Linked DNA regions of Zea mays: region 2 is linked to region 1. The links are chromatin contacts, called in public Hi-C maps. All regions are on one chromosome and are shown on one strand. Each heading gives the region's core, a stretch centred on a gene start, on an enhancer-like site or on the middle of the called end of the contact. The rest is flanking DNA. Distances are from core to core; before and after follow the strand shown.

Region 1 (7,638 bases), core at 2,476-4,975:
TTTTAATGTTACTCGTAATCAGAATGTTTGCATGTAAGTACATTGTTTTTACGAAGTAGTAGTCGCACTGAACACTCACCTGGTCTTTTTACAACAATGCTTTCCAGTTTTGCATCTCCACGAGCGCTTTCACAGATCGGTCATGGGTAGGACAGTGTGATCCGGTAATTGAGATCCCCAAGCCAAGTGCGAGATGACCGCCGCCTGCACGGGCGTGCACCGCTGGAAGCCGCACGAGCTCACGCGGAGGGTGACGTCGACGACGCGGTAGAGCACGTGTGGCGTCACCGCCGCAGCGGCTGATCCTTGCGTCGTGTCGCCGCTGATGTGCTCGAGGTGGCCCTGCGGCAGGTACACGACGGCGCCGCCCTTCCGCGGCAGCGGCGGAACAGGGCCCGCGCACGCGTGCCACAACTCCAGGCTCACGTCGCCACGAGCACCGGCTCCGGGCAAAGGCAGCGCCTCCGCCTCCTCCTTGGGGGTTCTTACCTCCAAGATTCTTTTTCTTCAACATCTTGATTATATCCTCTGAGTAAACACAGAAATAATACATGAGTTAAATCAATACTGGAATATCCAAAGTCATGTCTATATTTTTCTCGGTATAAGCAGTTGCTTCAGCTGTGAGGAACGATGATTCCATCTCTATATGAATAGATAGTATACTTATAATATGAAGAAAACCCTATTCATAGTAGAAACTACAAAGATAGCGGTAAATTTAAGCTCTGCACGGATGGCTACAGAGTTAAATTAACCACTTTCTACCGAAAAGGACCATAGGAAGATACAGAAACACGATTTTTTGTATTCAAATGTCTCATAAGCTCTGCTGCGACATCTGTTGCTGCTGTTGCAAGTTGACGAGCTTGTGGTAGGCGTTGTTCTTGTTCTCGATCAGGTGCTGGTGCGCCCCCTATTCATCGTCCTGCAACACCGAGATGACGTCGGCGTTCTTGATCGTCAACAGCCGGTGCGCCACCAACACGGTGGTCCAGTTCTTCACCCGATCCAGCGCCTGCTGCACGACGCGCTCTGACTCCACGTCCTAGCGTGCTTGTCACCTCGTCCAGTAGCAGGATAGCAAGTAGATGGGTATGTGAAAGACTGGAATTCATGGAAAATCCAAATGCATTTCTGACCAAACACAGAAAAAACATATATTCCAGTTTTTATGTTTACGTATCTCAAAAAAATAGTAGATTAAAGTTACATTTGGCATTAAGGTGAGATGCAATAATCTTGTTTGCCAGAACTGCTTTTCATAAACTTACTTGACTTAGTTATTTTGGTTAATTTAGATTGCAAAAATAGATACAATGGGTTTCATAAAGTGTAACAGAAACAACAGTGGTATAACTGAATTCAGAAGTTAGTTTGGTCTCCTAAACAAGGTATGATTTTTTATGATGGTTTTTCATGGCACCTTCAAAAAAAATAGATAGTATTGCAGAGCACAACAGCCACAAACTGACTGTAAATAAGATCAGGTGATTTAAGTTATAGGGTGATGCACATTTCAGTTATCAGGAATAAAAATAACAGATATACCTCTTTATTCCTTCTTTATTTGAATGGCTGCTCAGATTGGAGATAAAGAAAACAAGTTTGCAGCATACCTGAATAGGGGCTTTAACACATTGAATAAAGTTATCAAGGCGGCCAACTTTGGAGTCAACAGCTTGTTGTCGCTTGTTCTTCCAGCGCTCAATATTTGACTCATTGGTGAATATGACCTAAAAACAACATACATTATATAAGCCACTGAAATCAAAGCAATACATAATTAAGTATACTAAATAAGATATATATGTCAAAACATTAAAACAAAAAAAATAGAAGTAAAACGATAAGTGAATGATTTAAAAAGAACTGGTGAAAAGAAACCTACTAACCAGCTTGTAACCATCATCGTACAGTCTTTGCAATTTTTCTTGAAATATCATAGATACTTCACATCCCATGGAGGCATCGTTGGCTGGCGTCGAGGGAGAAGCAGACGTCCTCGATGAGTTGTGGCGCGCCGGGTGGGGGGCAATGGTCGATGCCGACCTAGAACAACCACCCCTCCGGCGAGAAGGTGTTCACCCAGCGGTCATACTCTATCCTGCAAGAACCAACCTGTAGAGAAATCTCATCCCCATCAGAGTTTCTACAACCTATCAATATCAGGAACACAGTACAAAAGTACACAGATATGTGGGCGACCGCCCAGTTCATTCTGAATCACAGATTGACTGAGAAATAAATTGAAATTTTGCCACTCAAAACATTGTCTCTTTGTTATAATTGCCACTGTGTCTATGAATTGTGGTTCCATCGTCTATGAAATGTGGGCGTGGTGATGGCAAATATCAAAATCTCCCACCTAGCACAGCAATCAGGCATGCATCCCTCTCAGTTCCAGATCCCCATAGCAACTGATAACACACACACACACACTTTGATAGTAAGTTTGTAAATTCGGCATGTCCAATTTCATCCATCTCCTGTTTATATATCATGTAAACAAGGGAAGGAATCATGTCCTTAGGAAGAAACTAAGGGAAGTACAGATCCCCATTATTCTTGTACCCCAAGACAAAAATTCCCAATTCTTCCTACTTAACGCAAGTATGTTCATCATGTGCTGCTGTACGTACACAATTACAGATTACCTGGCTGCCGGTGGTAACAGGAGAATTCCAGCATCAGAGGATGGATTGGCGAGCAGTGATAAAGACAGAAAGAAGCTATGGGATTCACAGTCAGACCTGGAACTGCTCCATCTGCACGTCGGACGCGTTTAGCGGGACGTAGTCGCCGAGGTAGACCTCGAGGTGGTCGGAGATGTTGGCGTTGTCGAGGCTCTCGTGGTGGTAGCTCTTGCACACGAGGTAGACTATGGTCTGCGTGACGAGCGCGAGCATGACGACGCAACAGCGCACGACGAGCATGATGAGGCCGAGCAAGAGCCTGGACGACGCGGCACCGGATCCCCTGACGACCCAGGCGCGGAAGCCGAGCTCGACGGCGGCGAAGACAACGTTGAGCGTGAAGAATATGGCCCCCGCGGTGACGAGCTTCCCCCTGATGAGGTCCTTGCTCTTGCGCATGACGGCGAAGCCCTTGTGGTCCTCGAGCACGGAGACGACGTTGGCGAGGTGCCAGACGACGCCGAGGTCTCCAAGGCCAAGCAAGTAGGCGACGACGACGAGGAAGGCAAGCAGGCCCGCGAGGGCGGAGCCGTTGTCCGCGGCGACGAGGAGGCCGATGAAGACGAGCACGACGACGACGTGGTAGGCGAAGAGGAGCGCGAAGGCGGCGAGGAACGTGGCGGTGAGCCTCCGCCAGACGCGGGGCACGACGGAGAGCACGCGCGGGAAGGTGAGCGCGTCGCGCTTGTCGGAGACGACGGAGAGGAGCGAGAGCAGGAGAAGTGCGAGGAGGTAGGCGGACTTGAAGAGGAGCAGGGCGAGCCAGTCGGAGGCGAGGCGGGACAGCAAGTGGCGCTGCGTGTCGGTGCCCGGGGAGGATGCGTCCAGGGCCGTGTCGTCGGAGTCGATGTGGGTGAAGAACGCGTGGGAGATGGCGACGTGCAGGAGGAAGAGCGCGGAGAGGGGCAGCGCGAAGGCGGCCGCGATGCGCGCGAAGAGCGGGCGGTGCGGGCCTCGGAGGATCTCCGCGGAGAAGCGGTAGATGACGACGACGCCCAGGAACTGCAGTTCCTCCGGCTCGCACTCCATGGATGGTTGGCTGCCTGCCTGGGATTTGGAGACGGGGCAGATTCGCGCTTGGAGACGATTGAATTTGGAGGAGACGGGGTGGGAGGGGAGGCTGTGGCGTGGGGATTGGGGATTTTCTTGCGCTCGCCTCTGGGACTGGGGGCGGGGCACGGCACGGCGGCAGAGACAGGCAGGGGCACACGATGGCGGTAGGGGCGGCCGGGCGGGCACGAGCTTGGGAGGGGGTGTCGAGGGCGCGGCAGCGAAAATGGCGGAAGCGCGGCGCGACAATCTGGGAGCGGAGGGGCGATGCGAAATCCAAGTTCGCGGGCGGGCGGGGGAGGGAGGCGGGGGCAGTCTACACTCCTCTCTTAATAGTTAGTAGAGATTAGTCTATTTGAACTATTATAAAATTCTAATTTACCTCCTTCTTGGTTTATGTGACGTCACGACTGATATGGCACCATGTTAGTAATAACTATTTTTAAAACCACTTGGAGGGGTAAAACCGGATGATTACAAGAAGTATGAAAATGTTTGTTTCTTTTTTTGGTTTTATTGAATTCAGAGTCCCACACTCATATGGCCGTATCACAATTCACACCTAGCCCATCATACCTACTCGACCTACACCAGCCCTTTTCGGCCTGCTACTGCCGATCCGTTCCCTCAGCCCCTCACACCGCTTACTTGACTCCTCCCGAACTTCCACATCTCTGCTCTGCCTTCCCAGTCTCCCATCCCTGAAAACCTCACAAAACCCTCGCTCGCTCCCCACCACCCCGCCGCGCCGCCGCCTGTACCAGCTGCGTCAAGATGAGGTGAGCCAAGATCCACTGGGTGCTCTCGATCCAGCATCTACTCTTCTCTCTAGATTCGGCGGTCTCGCTCGGCAGGTCGGTGGGAATAAGATCATTCTCAGGCGCCGCCTACGGCTGTGCGGCTGGATCTTGAGGTGTGGCTCTGCCATGTCCATGGCACAGCACGAGCCTTAGGGGTTTCCCGCCGATATGTGGCTGGGATCGATGGAACTGTTGGGTTTCCTGTAGTTCAACTCGAGTTACGATGTGCTGCTAGGGTTTGGGCAGGGCGCGTGTCTACACGGCTTTGTTATGGTTCATTTCGCGGTGCCGCGGTTTTGAATGGTTCTGTTGGTTTGGTTGTTGGGGGCAAAGCTTTGGATGGTTATGATGGTAATTGCAGATTATGGCTGTGTCGGCCGTGGTTATGTGTCTGATGGTATGGTGTCCATGTGGTCATAGTTCTGCAACTGCAGTTGCTTTTCAGTGCTGTTAGTACCTTACTAATTAGCCATGATTAGATTGATATGTAGGGGGTTTGGAGATAACATGGCATTGATCTGCCATTTTTGGCCCTTAACTTTTGGTTTCTCTGTCTACAATTCTTGTTTGTTTCAGATGCTGTAGTAATGTGCAATATGTGGGCAGATCTATGATTTAGGTATTTGTTTGAGGACGTAAAGTTGACTAGCATGCCTAGAATGGCATGGTATAATTTCTGTTGTCCCATTTGGTTTTTTGTGCCTAGTTTTACAATCACAAACATTCCTAGAGTGGTATGGTACTTTAATTGTTTTTCCATAAGTGAGTGATGGCCTCTCTTTTGTACGAACTTCTGTTCATTTATACCTTGCTATATGTTCTATTTCCAATCACTACTTCTACTCCTTCCAATTATGTATCCTTTGGATATGGCACTCTAGCTGAAAATAACTTTGATCACTGCTTCTCTAAGATATTATGACATTTTCTAAAATCTAAAATCATGAATCTAAGTTATTTTCCATGTCATGTAATATGTTGCCATGTTTTGCAAATTCCTTGATACTTTGAAGGCAGTCTTAGATTGCGTTTCTTATTTAGAAACACATTTTGGCTATATTTCTTGTGTTTAGCACTTGGGATTCAGTTTTTTTTTTCAATTTTTATGTGACAATTATTTGGATCGTGTTCACAATCCAACACTGAAAAGAGTAGAGATTTGCTGCCTGGTACTGCTTTCCTTGAAGGTGCTTGTCAACTATCATCTAACAAGTATTACCACATGCAAATGTTCAAAAATGTAATACTTTATTTAAACATGAGTTGCTAAAATTCTGCTTTCTGATTGAGTGATAGTTGGTAATTTTATTCTGACATGCACGACTTCTGTAATGATTCTTAACTTCATTTTTGTTGAATGGTTTTGGTGAAAATACACACATGCTGGCAGCTGGGAACTAGGAGCTATGATTACTTCCTTGTTACAGGAAGTGTTAAGTTATCCTATTATGTTTGAGTTTATGGTTATTTTTCCTTAATACATATTTAGGCTTGCGGAGCCAACGTGGAACTTAGTTACTCATTTGGAGATGAAATCCAAGAGAACTCCATTTGGGCGTAAGACACTTAGCAACACGCCATATCGGAACCCCTGTGGCATGCCGTTTCATGATCTGGGTACGGTATCAAGTGAGCAAGGATTGGGCCATCGCATCCCCAACTTGCTTGGGAATGAAAGGCCTTGTTGTTGCTGTTGTTTATTCTGATCTATCTATAAACCAAATTCGATGGTAAAACATTCATTTGTTGGATAGTTTGGCAAGCCAGCATTGATACTAATGCTAATGGACTATTGTTTGTTTATTCTCTGTTTTTCTAATCACTCTGATTTGCTCTTGTGTGATCGATAATACCCCTACACAATGGGTCTGTATTTGCACTAGGCTCACTTGTGTAGTTATGCAGATGTACTTATTGAAACTATTTAGGGTGCTGTTTGGTTCACCAAATGTAACGTAAATGGTAATGGTAATGATTTATACTTGAGAACCGGCGGTAACAAGTTTGAATCGGGCGGTATTAAATTTTAGTGTGGTATCTGATTACGGATGGACTAAAACAAACATGAATTAACGTTATCAGTTACCCATTACGTTACAAATATGTGAACCAAACGGCACCTAGGTTGTAGATACATGAATTCCTGTTTATATGTTGGTTTCTTGACAAGTGGCATTGTCTTCTGTAGTCGGCACCCTGAGGTGAAGTGGGCTCAGAGGATCGACAAGGTTTACATCACTGTACAGTTACCTGACGCAAAGGATGCTAAGGTCAATTTGGATCCAGATGGTGTCTTCACATTCTCTGGCAGTGCTGGTACAAACTTGTATGAATTGAAACTAGATCTGAATGACAAAGTAAACGTTGAGGTAATGCAATTTCATGTAATATTAATGTGTATTGGTTTAGTTTAAACCTTTGATGTTTAAAGTTGTCTGCCCCTCAATGCTTCTTAATATAACAGGCTAGCAAAATAAGTGTGGGGGTCAGGTCCATATTCTGTATCGTAGAAAAAGCTGAAGCCAAATGGTGGAAGAAACTCGTTCGAGATGATCAAAGGGCACCTCACTTTGTGAAAGTTGATTGGGACAAATGGGTTGATGAAGATGATGATGGTATGCTATGTACTTTCTTATAGTCTTGGATACTACTGAAGGAAATTAACTAGGGTGACACACAAATTGATACATGCACAAGACATGATGTCAATATGGGTAGATTTGTTTTAAGTGTTTAACATTCCCAAGTTTAGTGAACAGTGATGAACCATGATCTTAGTAAACCACAGACACCGGCAAGAGCTTTGTTACTTATAAATGTACACTATGGAGTAATGGATAAACCTGCAACTGCTTGTACTTCAAAAATGTCATGAGCAACACCTCTGCCTTAGACTATACCAAAAAAAAAACTCGACCTGCAGGGGATAAGACAGCCCCCGGATGTTATATTAAGAAGACCTTCTCATGTAGGTCGAGAAAACCACCAAACCCTTGCCCCAACCGTACACAGCGGCACGTAGCCCATGTGAGAAACGACCGGGACCGGGCCTCAGACTTGTGCTTTTGCGTGGGACAGACGAGGGTATTTTT
Region 2 (7,638 bases), core at 1,450-3,949, 290 kb before region 1:
AAGCAAACACTCTTTTAGACTTTATTTGAGTACTCTAGTATTCATCTCAATCCATATGTATTGAGCTGGATTATCGAATAATTTAGTTTAATTTACACCTCAATCAACCTCAATACATGTGGATTGAGTTGAATACTAGAGTATCAAAACAAAGCCTTAGGCTAGTTTAGGAGCCACAACCTATACAGATTGAAGGGGCTAAAATCATATTCTTATTTAATTTTGGATATGGAGTAGATTTTAGCCCCATATTTTCTAGCTCCCAACTAGGCCTTAATAGTTTCCGCGTAGAAGGTTCCCCAGCCGCGATTCTTCACATTGTTTATCCTTCGATTGAAAAAAAAACACGGAGCTGTGTTGACCTGTCACGGACTACGCAGGTTGCTATCTAGGAGTATATTTTGTAGTACATGTACCAGTGCAAAGTACACATGCAGATCCTGTGTCGGATTGGACTGACCATACTTCTCAAAATCAAATTAGGATAAATATGTGTCGGATATGTGTGCATGATGGCCTCACACGCTCATGGAGAGAAGTCCAATTCAGCAGGTGCCGCCAAAAAGTCCTCCGAAGACCGCAGAAAAAAGAAGCTGGCACACCAACCTTGTCCTATTAATAATTAAGTTTTAGTACTTAATAATCAACACGACCAATTAAACTAACATCGTTTATTAGTATCATATAGAAACCTCAAACATATCATGTACAATCAGCTATTATATTGCAACGATTTAGGGGTGTTTGTTTTTTAATTAATTTTTAGTCTTTCATTTTATTTTTGTCGGGACCATAATTAGGGGTACTCCCAAGACTCCTAATCTCAGCTGGTAACCCCCATCAGCACAAATCTGCAAAGGCCTAATGGACACGATTCAGGTAAGGCTCCGTCCACTCAAGGGACACGATCTCGCCTCGTCCGAGCCCGGCCTCGGGCAAAGGCAGCCGACCCAGGAGGATTCACGTCTCGCCCGAGGGTCTCCTCAAGCAACGGACGCACCTTCGGCTCGCCCGAGGCCCAGGCTTCGCGGAGAAGCAACCTTGGCCAGATCGTCACGCCAACCGACCGTATCGCAGGAGCATTTAATGCAAGGATCGACTGACACCTTATCCTGACGCGCGCTCCTCAGTCGACAGGGCCGAAGTGACCGCAGTCACTTCGCCGTTCCACTGACCGACATGACAGAAAAACAGCGCCGTCTGCCCTGCTCCGACTGTTGTGCCACTCGACAGAGCAAGGCTGACAGCAGCTAAGTCCAGCCTCGGACGCCATAGGAAGCTCCGCCTCGCCCGACCCCGGAGCTCGGGCTCAACCTCGACGACGGACGACGGACTCCGCCTCGCCCGACCCCAGAGCTCGGACTCAGCCTCGACCTCGGACGACGGACTCCGCCTCGCCCGACCTCAGGGCTCGGACTCAGCCTCGACCTCGGACGACGGACTCCGCCTCGCCCGACCCCAGGGCTCGGACTCAACCTCGACCTCGGAAGACGGACTCCGCCTCGCCCGACCCCAGGGCTCGGACTCAGCCTCGACCTCGGAGGAGCCTCCGCCTTGCCCGACCTCGGGCTCGGACCGACCACGTCACAAGGGGGCCATCATTACCCTACTCCTAGCTAGCTCAGGCTACGGGGAACAAGACCAGCGTCCCATCTGGTTCGCCCCGGTAAACAAATAATGATGGTATCCCGCGTGCTCCATGACGACGGCGGCTCTCAGCCCCTTACGGAAGCAAGGAGACGTCAGCAAGGATCCGACAGCTCCGACAGTTGTACTTCCACAGGGCTCAAGCGCTCCTCCGACGGCCACGACATCACATGAACAGGGCGCCAAAACCTCTCCGACAGCCACGACAGCATGTACTTAGGGCTCTGGCTCCTCTCTGCTAGACATGTTAGCACATTGCTACACCCCCCATTGTACACCTGGGCCCTCTCCTTACGTCTATAAAAGGAAGGTCCAGGGCTCTCGTACGAGAAGGTGGCCGCGCGGGAGAACGGGCCGACGCGCAAGGCTCTCTCTCTCTCCCTCGCGAATGCTTGTAACCCCCTACTGCAAGTGCATCCGCCCTGGGCGCAGGACAACACGAAGGCCACGGTTTCCCCTTACTGTCTCTCCCCCTTTGTGTTCCGTCTCGCGCCGACCCATGCAGGCTGGGACACGCAGCGACAATTTACTCGTCGTTCCAGGGACCCCCGGGTTGAAACGCCGACAATTTTATTTTAATTCCTAAATTTCTAAATATTTTGTATTTAACAATTTAAAGACTAAAATATAGTAAAATAGAGAGTCTAGAATTAATCTCTATAGACCAAACACCTCTAATTCTTAGTCTCTCCAATTAATTTTATTTTAGTACTTAAATTAACAAATACGAAAACTAAAACTTTATTTTATTTTTTGTATTTGATAATTTAAAAACTAAAATAGAATAAAATATAGAGACTAAAAATTAGCATCTGAAAACTATACGTTAGCACATGCGTCATGATGCGTGATTACTCGCGAAAAGTCCACCCCAGCAGAGAATAGAATTAGGAATGGAATCAGCCACCAGCCCACCACCAACACCTATGTTTCACTGGCCTGTTATCATGTCGACACCACACCACCCATACGGAGGAGCTTTTGGAGTCACGTGGCTTTATTTGCCTGTATATATACTCCGTAGGCCGTAGCCGTACGAGTATAGTCACAAGAAACACAGGCAAACGAGAAGATCTGCAACCAGAGAGTGAGACCGGATCGGACGGAAATGGAGAGAGCAACAGCGGACCCTCACTTCCTGCTGCTTCCATGGCAAGGAGCCATCAGCCACATCATCCCCATGACCGACATCGGCCGCCTCCTCGCCTCCCACGGCGCGGCGGTCACCATCATCACGACGCCCGCCAACGCGCTGCTCGTGCAGAGCCGCGTGGAAGACCTCGCCGCGGCACTGCACCGTCCGCACGGGCACGGCGCGGCAGGGACGATCACGGTCACCGCGATCCCGTTCCCAGCGGCGGAGGCCGGCCTGCCTGAGGGCAGCGAGAGGCTCGACCTCCTCCGGTCCCCAGCCGACGTGCCACGCTTCTTCCACGCCAACAGACTGTTCGGCGAGGCGGTGGCGCGCTACTTCCGCGGCGAGGCTCTGCCGCCGCGCCGCCGCCCGAGCTGCGTCGTCGCCGGGATGTGCCACGCGTGGGCGCTCGGCCTAGCGCGCGAGCTTCGCGCGCCGTGCTACATCTTCCACGGGTTCGGCGCGTTCGCCCTGCTCTGCGTCGAGTACCTCTACAAGCACAGGCCGCACGAGGCGGTTTCGTCGGCAGACGAGCTCTTCAGCATCCCGGCCCTGCCGGCGTTTGACTGCAGGGTCTCGCGCGCGCAGCTGCCGCAGCATTTCGCGCCATCCACTTCCATGGGCGGCGGGACGCTACAGGAGATACGGGAGTTCGACGTGGCAGTGGACGGCGTCGTGGTGAACAGCTTCGAGGAGCTCGAGCACGGCTCCTGCGAGCTTCTCGCGGCAGCGACCGGCAAGACCGTCGTCGCCGTCGGCCCCGTCTCGCTGTGCCATCAACATCCCATGACAATGACAGACGACGGCGGCGGCGGCGACAGGCGGGTCCTGGAGTGGCTGGACACCAAGGAGACCAAGTCTGTGGTGTACGTCAGCTTCGGCAGTGCCGGGTGCATGCCACCCGCGCAGGTCGTGCAGCTAGGCATGGCTCTAGCGTCGTGCGCCTGGCCTGTTGTCTGGGTGCTCAAGGGCGCCGACTCCATGCCCGACGACGTCAAGGAGTGGTTGCGTGAGAGCTTGGACGACAAGCAGTGCTTGCTGGTGCGAGGCTGGGCTCCCCAGGTCGCCATCCTTGCTCACCGCGCCGTCGGCGGCTTCCTCACGCACTGCGGGTGGGGCTCGACTCTGGAGGCCATTGCCGCCGGCATGCCCATGGCCACCTGGCCGCTCTTCGCCGAGCAGTTTATCAATGAAAGGCTCGTCGTGGACCTGCTTGGTGTTGGGGTGTCTGTAGGCGTGACAAAGCCAACAGAAAACATCCTCACTGCCAGCAAGCTCGGAGCGGATGTCGAGGCGGAGGTGGGTATGGAACAAGTGGCGAAGGCCTTGGAGAGGCTGATGGATCAGGGTAGCCAAGGGGAACACAGGAGGAGGAAGGCTCAGGAGCTCAAGGCCAAGGCAACTGGAGCATTGCAGGATGGCGGATCATCCTACATGAATTTGGAGAAGCTGATAGTCCAATCTTCGGTTTCGAGACCGAATACATGTGGCGTTTAATTAGTACAGTATTATATTTGCTGAATAACGTACATAGCTGGTGCTCATCCATGTCATGAGTGACTCACAAATAATCAAATTCAATTTGTTTGATGTCTTCGTGTGAACATATGATTGGCATTTAATTAGTTTAATTGTTTTTGGTCGTGGTCTGCAGCGGCTAGAGTCCTCGCATGGGCATGGCTGCTGCGCCTAGAGTCCTCCTTGGCCTTGTCGGCCGCACGCCGCCGTCGGCGTTTCTAGGGATTGTATTTCCAATAACATTCATTCTGGGCGTGAGACTGCAACGGTATGTAAACCATCCTGTCCGCTAAATTTAGTAGACGAGGAGCTTCTTTTCACCTCCAGCAAGGCGCTCCAAACCGTCCGCTAAATTTTACGGGCGTCGCCAGAGCTGCTAATTGTGGCAGATCTTCGGACGTCCGCTACACACCGATACACTCCCTCTCCCGCGCTGGGGCGGAACCTTCTCCATTGCGTCTTCCCATCGCGAAGGTCTTGTTCATGCCGACAGCTAGTTCCCGACAGACTTCCTCGGAGGCGGTCAGCACCGACAACAAGGAGGCTGCGCGGGGAGGCAAGGCCGGACGACCCTCGCCGCCATGCTACTTGTCCGCCACGCTACTTGTCGTGCAGGTAGTCTGCTACTTCTTACACGGTCGCCGTCGGTGTTGGGCTCTCCGACGGTGCTGCCGTCGACGGTGCGGACTCTCTGCACAACCACACCAATGAGCTCTCATCCGCCGTCATGGACATGCTTCACGATCCCCCTGGCCATCTGCTTCACGGTTCCTCGCCTCGCGGCCACAACAAGCGGTGGTGGTGGCTGGTGCGCTCTAGGTGCTCGACGAAAGGTGTGTTTGTAGTTCGGCACTTTGTACCAATGGAAAGAGAGAGAAGTAAAGAATATGCATGCGAAGTCAAAAAAAGTGAAATCGAAATTCTTTTCTTTGGTTATTTGAAAATTGTAGAAAACGGGCAAAATCTTTGTACATTTATTCATGCGGACACAAAAATAAAGAATAGTATATTTAAAAGCTAGTTCTACAGTTTCAGAACGTGTTCACAAATTTAATTTTAACTAATATGTATACTATATTTTTGCATAATATTTAGACGTTTACAAATTTGTATTATTGCAAAATATTTATTTCATCAATTTTTAATGTCGTACTTTCAATACAAGTGCAATATTAAAAAACAATAAATAAATATGGCTATTATGTAATCTGTTAACACTGTAGATATAGAGTACCGAATTTAGAGGACATTGTTAGAGACTGAGAAGATATAGAGGACAAAATTTTTTAGAGTGTGCTGTAAAGGATATAGAATATTTCTTTAAGGGATAAAATTTAAGGGACGTTGCGGGAGACATCCTGATTGGTTCCATGCATACAAGACAGTCTGGACGATGAGATGCAAGAAGTGAATGTTTGGTTCGTTGTATACTTGTTTGGGTCTGATTGAACAGATGCAAAAGTGTCCCACAGGTCTGGCTGCCTGGAAACGAAAATCAATCTCATTTCTGGCGGGCCTCGCTGGCGTTGCACAAGTGCGTGCCCCAATACCTGATTTCCTTGACTTTTCCACTGAAAAGCTGCTCCATTCACACATCCAAACAACATCCATACATGTCTTGTCTCTGTTCCATTCGACAACCAAACATCTACTTGTGTACCATCTACGCCTGGCTATAGCGAGACAGGTTGGCAGGTACGAGCCTGGCTGAGCTCCACGGGCAACCAATCAGGCCCTCTGTGAACTTGTAGGTATCAAGCACAACTTCAAAAGAACCTCTTGTACCTAGCTGCGATTGCTGATGCCCAACCCCAACCGCCGAAAAATACCATACATGTCGCTATTGAGTACGATTAGTGGCACTAGACATGGCCGTACAGTCCGGCCCTGAGGACCGAACGGTCCTGCCTACGGACTGTCCGTACATAACTATCACACCCGGTTTTGGAAAGAAAACCGAATGCGAACCATGTACATGCCAGGATCAGAATCTCACGTACACAGTGATTACATAATTGGACATCATCACACATTGCTTAAATTAAATAGCGGAAAGGTACTTTATTACATCAAGATGTCCAAGACATCCACATAGTCTATAATATAGTCATTAACATTATCAAAGTGCGGAAAAGCGAACGTAGCAGATAAGGCCTTCATAGGCAGCTGACTGGGGGTTGTCACTAACATAACTAGAACTCGTCGTAGTCCTGGAACTCCTTGAAGTTCTCCATGTTGCTTGCATCTCCTCCTGAGCACTGAATACAGTGGGGACAACCTGGGGTGGGATGGATTTTAAAGCAAGGGTGAGTACACATCAATGTACTCAGCAAATGTCCCACTTGGCTAAAGTAGACTAGTTGTATGTGGAGTTAAGGTTAAACAGTTGCTTTTAGTTAATCAAGTATTTATTACTAATAGTAGAGCCAAATTTTAGTAATAAACCCAGTTATTACTCAAAAGTACTCCCTTTAAGAGGAAATACCGGAGATTAGAGTCATAATCATCAATAATAATCATTATCATAAAAGTATCCAAAGTTCTTCTAATCAAAGAGGATCCCAAGGCTGCTCTTAAATGTGAGCACGACTGATATACTAGTTTTTAACACTCTGCAGAGGTTGCACACTTTACCCACGACTCATGATCCCTTTTTGCCTCGGGTCGATCAAACCCTCAAACACTACCAAGGTGAGTAAACAAGGTTTCACTACGTAACCTTTACAAAGATTCCCCAGAGGTCATAGCCGCCCGTTAGGTTTCTCCAGTTTGATAAACACAATACTTCTCCCCACAAGAAGGGTGACTAACAAAACTGAAAGTCGCCTAGAGGGGGGTGAATAGGCGAAACCTGAAAATTATAACTTACACCCCAACTAGATCCCTTGATTAGTGGTTAGAACAAGATATACAATTGTCGAAGTATAAAAACTAAGTCCTTCGCTTGTAAGAGTATTGCTTTCAAATAATGCGGAATTGATAAATCAATACTACTAATAAGTCTATGAGAATAAATCACGAGGGCTTAGATAAGAAGAGCAATAACACAAGTTCTTTCTTGCAAGGTGTTGCTTCACTAAATGAGAATTTAACTTAAAGCAACACCAAATAGTATTAGCAAAGAATAGTGCAAGAAAAACTTAGAAAGTGAAAGAACAAACAAATCACAAGCAATAAGCACACGAGACACGGGTGATTTGTTTTACTGAGGTTCGGCCCTCGAAGGCCTAGTCTCCGTTGAGGAGTCCACTAAGGACGGGTCTTTTTCAACCCTTTCCCTCTCTCCACCGATCACCAAAGACCGGCGAGCTCTTCTTCTTCTCAAGGATCACTTAAGA

The links. A called contact is a pair of places that touch in the nucleus more often than the background predicts.
Region 2: a contact with region 1 is called in a Hi-C map of leaf, with 10 times the contacts expected there. The contact joins the promoter of LOC100382444 here to the promoter of LOC103643340 in region 1. A contact is called at or near these places in 3 of 25 Hi-C or Micro-C datasets (ear, endosperm and leaf).

What each region holds. Positions count from the first base shown.
Region 1 is chr1:225,827,259-225,834,896 of Zm-B73-REFERENCE-NAM-5.0, reverse strand. LOC103643340 reads right to left here and starts at 3,725. Exons shown (of 1, transcript XM_008666502.2): 1 at 2,548-3,725. The coding sequence starts at 3,725. The coding sequence ends at 2,748. LOC100282592 reads left to right here and starts at 4,407. Exons shown (of 6, transcript NM_001157230.2): 1 at 4,407-4,525; 2 at 6,717-6,915; 3 at 7,011-7,161. The coding sequence starts at 4,521.
Region 2 is chr1:226,119,437-226,127,074 of Zm-B73-REFERENCE-NAM-5.0, reverse strand. LOC100382444 reads left to right here and starts at 2,699. Exons shown (of 1, transcript NM_001175186.2): 1 at 2,699-4,406. The coding sequence starts at 2,756. The coding sequence ends at 4,279.